Regions from separate parts of the Arachis hypogaea genome. Here region 2 is linked to region 1. The links are chromatin contacts, called in public Hi-C maps. All regions are on one chromosome and are shown on one strand. The core of a region is the stretch at or near the end of the contact, and the rest is flanking DNA. Distances in the headings are between cores, read along the strand shown.

What was found. Hi-C and Micro-C count contacts between places; a contact is called where the count stands out from the background.
Region 2: a contact with region 1 is called in a Hi-C map of an unstated tissue, with 6 times the contacts expected there. The contact joins the promoter of LOC112702667 here to the enhancer-like site in region 1. A contact is called at or near these places in 4 of 8 Hi-C or Micro-C datasets (leaf and an unstated tissue).

The regions. Positions count from the first base shown.
Region 1 is chr7:16,777,193-16,780,570 of arahy.Tifrunner.gnm2.J5K5, forward strand. No RefSeq gene overlaps it. Among protein-coding and RNA genes, the nearest start is that of LOC140174466, 6.3 kb to the right of the region's middle. Within about 2 kb of position 1,434, at least 1 of the 3 cell types and tissues checked has open chromatin away from gene starts, as enhancers often do.
Region 2 is chr7:16,831,828-16,835,351 of arahy.Tifrunner.gnm2.J5K5, forward strand. It overlaps LOC112702667 (probable inactive receptor kinase At5g58300), which reads left to right and starts at 1,791. Exons shown (of 3, transcript XM_025753795.3): 1 at 1,791-2,393.

The DNA of each region.
Region 1 (3,378 bases), core at 184-2,683:
CTCCATTGCTATAAATATATTTACTGAAGATAAGTTTAGGGACAGAGATACCTTAATGAAGCCCTTAGCGTTACTATGGAAGCACTGCCTCCAACAAAAATAAAATATTAGTCTACCATACAGTGGACGCGTTCCTAAGGAACCAAGGGCGGCGATAGCCTCTATCACCGTAGTTGCCTCATTTGCATTCCTCTTCCTTTTTTTCTCTCGATCTAGCGTCCTTGTCTCTCACTGTTGTCACCAGCCACTTCTCCTTCAGTCGTTCTTTCTTTCATCACCTCGTATTTTCTTCTCTATTTCGTTCAGTCTCTGTCTCCCTGAATCCTCTCCGATTTTCTCTACCCATCTTTTCAAATTTTAATTTAGGGAGGACAAATGAAAACAAACATATATATGAGGATAAGAAAAGGAATGATTTTGGAACAAAATGATTTTGAATTTGAAATTCAAATTCCCGCTTAATATCCAACATGTTCAGATCCAAATGCCAATAATAGCTTCTTCTATACTATCATGTATTGGTTTTCTTAATTTTTTTAACATGACACTTGTCAATCGTTCAAGTAAAACACTTGTTGATCATATAGGTTGGACACTTGTCAAACAACCAACCATATACTACTCTCCTATTATATATTAATAGATTCTATTCCAAGCTTGGCATATTCGATTTTCACCCTCTTAGCTTGAGGGGGGATGTTAGTAGATAGCAGGTATTGAGACAGTTGGGCACTGAAAGAAAATAAACTACCGGTTATCATAACTAAATTAGTTACACTTGCAGCTTGTTAAAAGTTAGTTAGAAAAATTAAAATAGTTAAGATTAGAATAGTTAAGCTTATGGCAGCCAATATATAAAAAATGGCATCTATATATAGCAAGGTAATTTTCATCATTTTAAAGTCAAAATTTATATTAAAAACTTCTTAAATTCTGTTCTTACAATATCTCTTTTTTCATCCGTTTTTTCTGTCATCAAGAACAGAGATTTAACAAGAATATTTAAAATTTTAAACATTATATACAGAGTCTGCGTGTGAATAAGATAGAATGTGAATATTTATATGCGAATGAAATATTATATTAGAATCAATATTGATAAAGCTTATCTCAATTCTAAAAATTAGTTTATGAAATAAAAAATGTTTTACAGTTATAAATTATTTAAAATTTTCATTTTTGAGAGAAGTATGATTTGAAATAATAAAAAAACTAAAGTCTGTATTGGCAATAATTTTTTTTAATAATAACAAATATTAAATTTGAAATTTATCCTTTCAAAAAGGAGATGGGGACTTGGGTCCCGCACCCCGTCTGGTGAACAAAATCAAAGTGAGGCTGTGATTCAATTTTTAATTGGGGATTTTAGAAGGTGGAATATTCTGAGTATAGTCAGACAACAAAAATTTGCTGCCATAATTAATTATTTTAATCTGATGATGACTTGAAGCTCCTGTCGTCTATGTAAGAAAGCATTTGACTATGTATACACTATTTAATTTTTTTGTATAAATTATTTTAAAATAAAAAATATATAATTACGAAATTAAATCTTTCAGAGTAACGTGCGTCCATCCTGTATTATTGTCTGGTAGAATGATTTTTCCCCCGACGTTTCAAGTTTTTCAAGTTGGTATTTAGAATGATTTGCAATCAAATATAAATAATAACAATACGATATATATATATATATATATATATATATATATATATATATATATATATATATATATATATATATATATATATATATATATATATATATATGATTAGCATTTCTTAAGTGAACTATGATATGATGAGCTAATCTCTTTTGAATAACCCTTTCTCCACTTTTTAATAAAAAAAAAATATAAACTGCGCGCATTGAAGTTGAGTTAATTTGTTTATACTATAAGATAAAATTAAACTCTCTTAAATATTATTTTTTAATATAAAAATTTCCAAATACATTCACTAATATAAGATTCACAATACTAATTCTATTTATGAATATTTAATCTGATCCAATCCCTTTAGATAAGATGGCATTCTAATTCATAAGGTTCGAATTCAGAGCGAAACAAATTATGTGTTGTGATGGAACTAAAATTTTAATATTAGAAAACCAAATTCTTATAACTAATGTTAAATCTACAATATTTTTAGCTTTAGTTTTTTATTGTAATAAATTTAATCTGAAAGCACTTTTTAAAAATAGAATAATAAAAATTTTAAAATATTTTTATGTTTTTAACGTATTGAAGATGTAAAAAAAAAAATTATATTTTCACTAATTTTTTAGGTCAATTCTAATTTAAAAAAATTTTTGTGTACATAAAATAAATACAAACACTTAATCTTATTTTAAAAATTTAAAATATAATATATTCTATGCAATAATTATCCAATCAGTCATAAAAAAATTAATATAATCTATAAAATTATTATGTAAAATTTAAACTAAAAAATATGTTTAATAAACTCAAAAACTTAAAAGTAAATAGTTAATGATTTAACACACACACGCCCGGTTTTCCCTTGGTTCCATCACTGGCTATATGTAAGGTCGGATGCAGATTTATCCTTAACCTAACTCTGCTACTCTCTTGATATATTATAGCATATAATTAAAATTTATTATGCATATATAATGATATTGATGGAGATCAAATCTAAATTTTTTCACTTTTATAATTTTAACAAGGATTTTATTATAATTTTTGTTACTTTTAATTTTAATATAGACTTAATTAATATATTTATGAATTACAAAATAATTAAATATTATATTTGACTGAAAAAATTGATTTGTTGTGAATCGTCAGATAAAATATTAAACTTTAGAATACAGATAGAATTAGAGTAAAAAATTCTCAATTCACAAGTAAAATATAATTAATTTTTAAAAACAATTTAAATTCACCAATAAAATTAAAATAAAGTATAAATACTAAATACTACTCTATTCTATCCATTATTAACCCTACTTCAACAAGAGAGGTTGAATCATCACTTGATGTTAGAATTTTGATTTCTACGCTTAGGCCAACATATCATTATCAATAATAATGTTTTTACGTATTAAGAAATCAAAATACTTAGATACATAGTCCAAAATTTAAAGCGATTTTAAAGTGAAAAATAGTAATAAAAAGTATAGATTGTAAATTTCAAAAGAAAAACCAAACTGATAATTCAAATAAAACTAAAAATACTAAAATTAAAATATCAACCTTATTCAGAAAAACTATAAATACATTTATGGCAGATAAAATATGAACTGAAAAACAAAATTAAATAGTATGTGAATGTGAACAAGTCAATTAAAAAAAGTGAGATTCATGATTGAGTCTACATTTAAATTCGTCACCATGTCCATACCGACTGGAACAAGAA
Region 2 (3,524 bases), core at 541-3,040, 55 kb after region 1:
AATCACACAAAAGAGATTGAGAGAAAATAATTTTATTGAAAGGGTTTAGTATTTTTTTCGTCCCTAAGGTCTTGGGTTAAAATCAAAATCGTCTCCGACCTTTTTTCTTATTAAAATCATCCTCAACTTTACAAAACATTATAAAATCATCCTTTTGTCCAGGAACAACATTTTTTGAATGATTTTACCCTTAAACAAAAATTAAAAAAAAAAGCTTCAAAAACTTGGTTCCACCAGTCACCACATCCGTCCCCCTTTTCACGCCATACTCCCTTACTTCCTTCAGAAGCCGCAAGATCTTCCCTTAGTTGCGGCACCTCACGCTACGGTTACTTTTCACGCGACGACGACGACGTAGGTTCCAGCTCTGCTGCAACTTCATCAGGGAGAACCGGCCTGAGCAGAAAATAGAAAAACTCGTGGATCTGCTGAATGAGGTGGAGGCAAAGAAGAAGAAAGAGGCGCTGGCAAAACTTAAGCGAGTGGTGAAGGACCTACAGCAAAAAGAGGACTTGGCGATTTGTAATTTTCTGGATGCTCCGAACTCCCAATCGTTCCTCCTGCTTCAACCATAGACTCCTTTCGAAACGGCACACAAAACGTGGAGGGAGTGTACGAGTGGGTGAAAATTCTTATCTTTGGCGCTTGTTCAAATGATGGTGTTTGGCTGTTTTAAGGGGTTTTGGGTTCATCATCGTTCCTACTCTTTTCGTTCTTCTTCTTTTTTTTTTTTGAAGATGAAGAACATAAACTTGTTTTTTCTTTTTTTTTTAATTTTTTTAATTTCTGCGGTTGATGATTGTTGAATTGTTATTAAATCTAAAATTTTTAGTAATTTATTTTGGGAATGTTACTGTTGAATTTATTTTGTTGTTGTTACTACTGAATTTGTTGAATTTGGTTGTTGCTGTTGTGAAGGAAAGAAGAAAAATTGGAGTTTTTTGGGTGAAAAAGGGGAAGGAAGGAAAAATTTAAAGAGAGTAGGAGAAACAGGTGGAAAGGGAAGAGACATCTAGGGTGGGAGGTGGGGTGTTTTTGTTTGTTATTTTTATTAATTATTAAGAGTAATTTAGTCAAAAAATTAAAATTGAGGTAGAAAATGATAATTTTATAACGTTTTATAACGTTGAGAATGATTTTAACAAAAAAAAAAGATCAGTGACTATTTTGATTTTGACTCAAGACTTTAGAAATGAAAAAAGTACTTAACCATTTCAATAATATTATTTTCTGTCAATCTCTTTAATCTATCATGATTAGTTTTAATATAAATGAAAAATTATTTGAAATAAGTAGTATGATTACAATTAAATCTATCATATATTAAATAATTTGTTATTATTATTATATATTATTCGATTAAAAGAGCAATATAATAAGAATTTTTACTAAACTTTAAAATTTATTATTGTAATAAAAATTATAATATTAGAAAATAAATTTTGTATAACTCAATCTAAACTATTTTTAGTCATAAATTTATTAAAAAATATATTTTTAATAATAAAAAAATTAATAATTCAGATAGAATAATATATATATATATATATATATATATATATATATATATATATATATATATATATGTGACAATACTACTTATTCCTAGGAAAACACAAATGTTAAGCCCAAGTGGTAAAAGTAAAACTCAAAAAGGTTAATTGAATTTTTTGCTTATTAACGGATAAATAAAATAACAGAACATTCATTTATTCTTTTTTCTTTTCTTTTTCATATGCGTTTCCAGTTTTTGAGAAAACATTAAAGTACTTTCCATCTTAGCCGTTTAAGGATTCATCAAACAGTAACATTATAACAATATAACTTATAAGTCCTACTTACGTGTCCATTGTCTTCTTTTCTTTCTTCTTCTTCTTCTCTCTCTTCCATTGCCATGGGGTCATGGTTGAGTCATGAAAGAGGGTAGTGTATGGCACTGCATTGCCTTGCTGTACACTCTTATTCTTTAATCCATTTGGCTTTTACTCTCTTTTTGTTCCCTCTTTGCTCATTCGTTTACTTTGCCAAATAAAGTAGAAAAAGAAAAAGGCAAAAAAAAACCCTCACTTTTCTGAATCTTGAGCCCTTTTATTTTTTATTTAAAAAAACATTTTTTTATATTTTATTTTGAATTTGGGTTGTGAAGCATATGTCTTTAGTTGTAAACTTGTAGCTGTTACTGAATCTTCTCTCAAGCTCAGGGGAAAAAAAAAAGAAAGCTTTCAATCTCATCATGCAAATTCACACTGGATTTATGTTCTGCTATGCTTCAGATTCTTCATTGTTCTTGTGACAAGTACTTGTCAGAATCTGAAGCTGCTTCAACTTCCATAGCTTCTTCTTCTTCCGAGTTCTGCCATGAATCACCATTCTGCTCCTCAGGTTCCATTAAGGTGAGTAATCATTGAAAAGTGTTACCTTTTTCTTGCCCCTTTATGGTTACTGGTTACTGGTACTTGTAGTTAAGTTGGCAGATCTGGGGTGTTGTGTTTTGAGGGAGTGTTGTTCATGGTTGGTGACAATTTTGGAAAATGGTTTCCACATTGTGGTTTTATTGCTATCTCAAAACTCCAATAATATGTTTTGAAAAATGATTTTTTGGGTCTCTTTTCTCAGATGATGTTGTTGCATGTTTTTTCTTCTGGATGTGTAGCTCTAAAATTGCTAAAAAAATCTGGTTTAGGATCTCAAGTTATCTGGGCAGAAAGGTGTTTTGTTTTTTTCAATTTTTCTTCTGATTAAAAATGAAAAAAGATTTGGTGAACTGCTTTGACTGTTGTTGGTGTTTTAATTTCCTTCCTAATCCACAAAATGTGGTATGTTTTTGAAGAAGAAAACTTGCATTTTAATTCATCCATTAATTCTATATTCAAATGCAGAAATTCAGGACCTTTCCTTTTTCATCTTGAGATTAAAGCAATCTTACAGTAGTTGATGGTTGGCATGAAACGATTTGTTTCTGAGGATAAACTCTAGATATGTTAGTTCAAGCTATCAAAACTAGTCAAAATTTCATTTAGTTTAGTTTTAAGAAAACTATAACTACTCAATGATCTTATACCTACCCATATGACTTAGTTTTACAGTGGAACTCACTCTATTATTATATTAATACATAGAAAGTTATGAATCAGTACATAGCATGTTTGCTTAACTGCTTTTTACTCTTAGTCTTTGTACTTTCTCACCTATGAACTACCAAAAGTAATTGTTTCAACCTTAATTTGATTCGTGTACTTGAGGATGTGGTTGTAATTATCTGATCTGGTTAAAATGTTTCAAACTCTGACTTTTCCCCTTAATTGTTCAGAAGACTTTCTCACCTATAAGCTGCTAAGCATGTTTCTAATTTCACACTGAGCTGGTACTTCGAAACTATGCTTATGGCTGTAGTATGATAAAATTTCTGAAGATGATTGTTTTTAATTTTAATATGTATTTAAAATATCCTCTTAGAATATTATTTTCCTTTAGGCTGTAAATCTAGAGCTTTATTCTTTTTTTCAGTCACAGAAAGTTTGTTC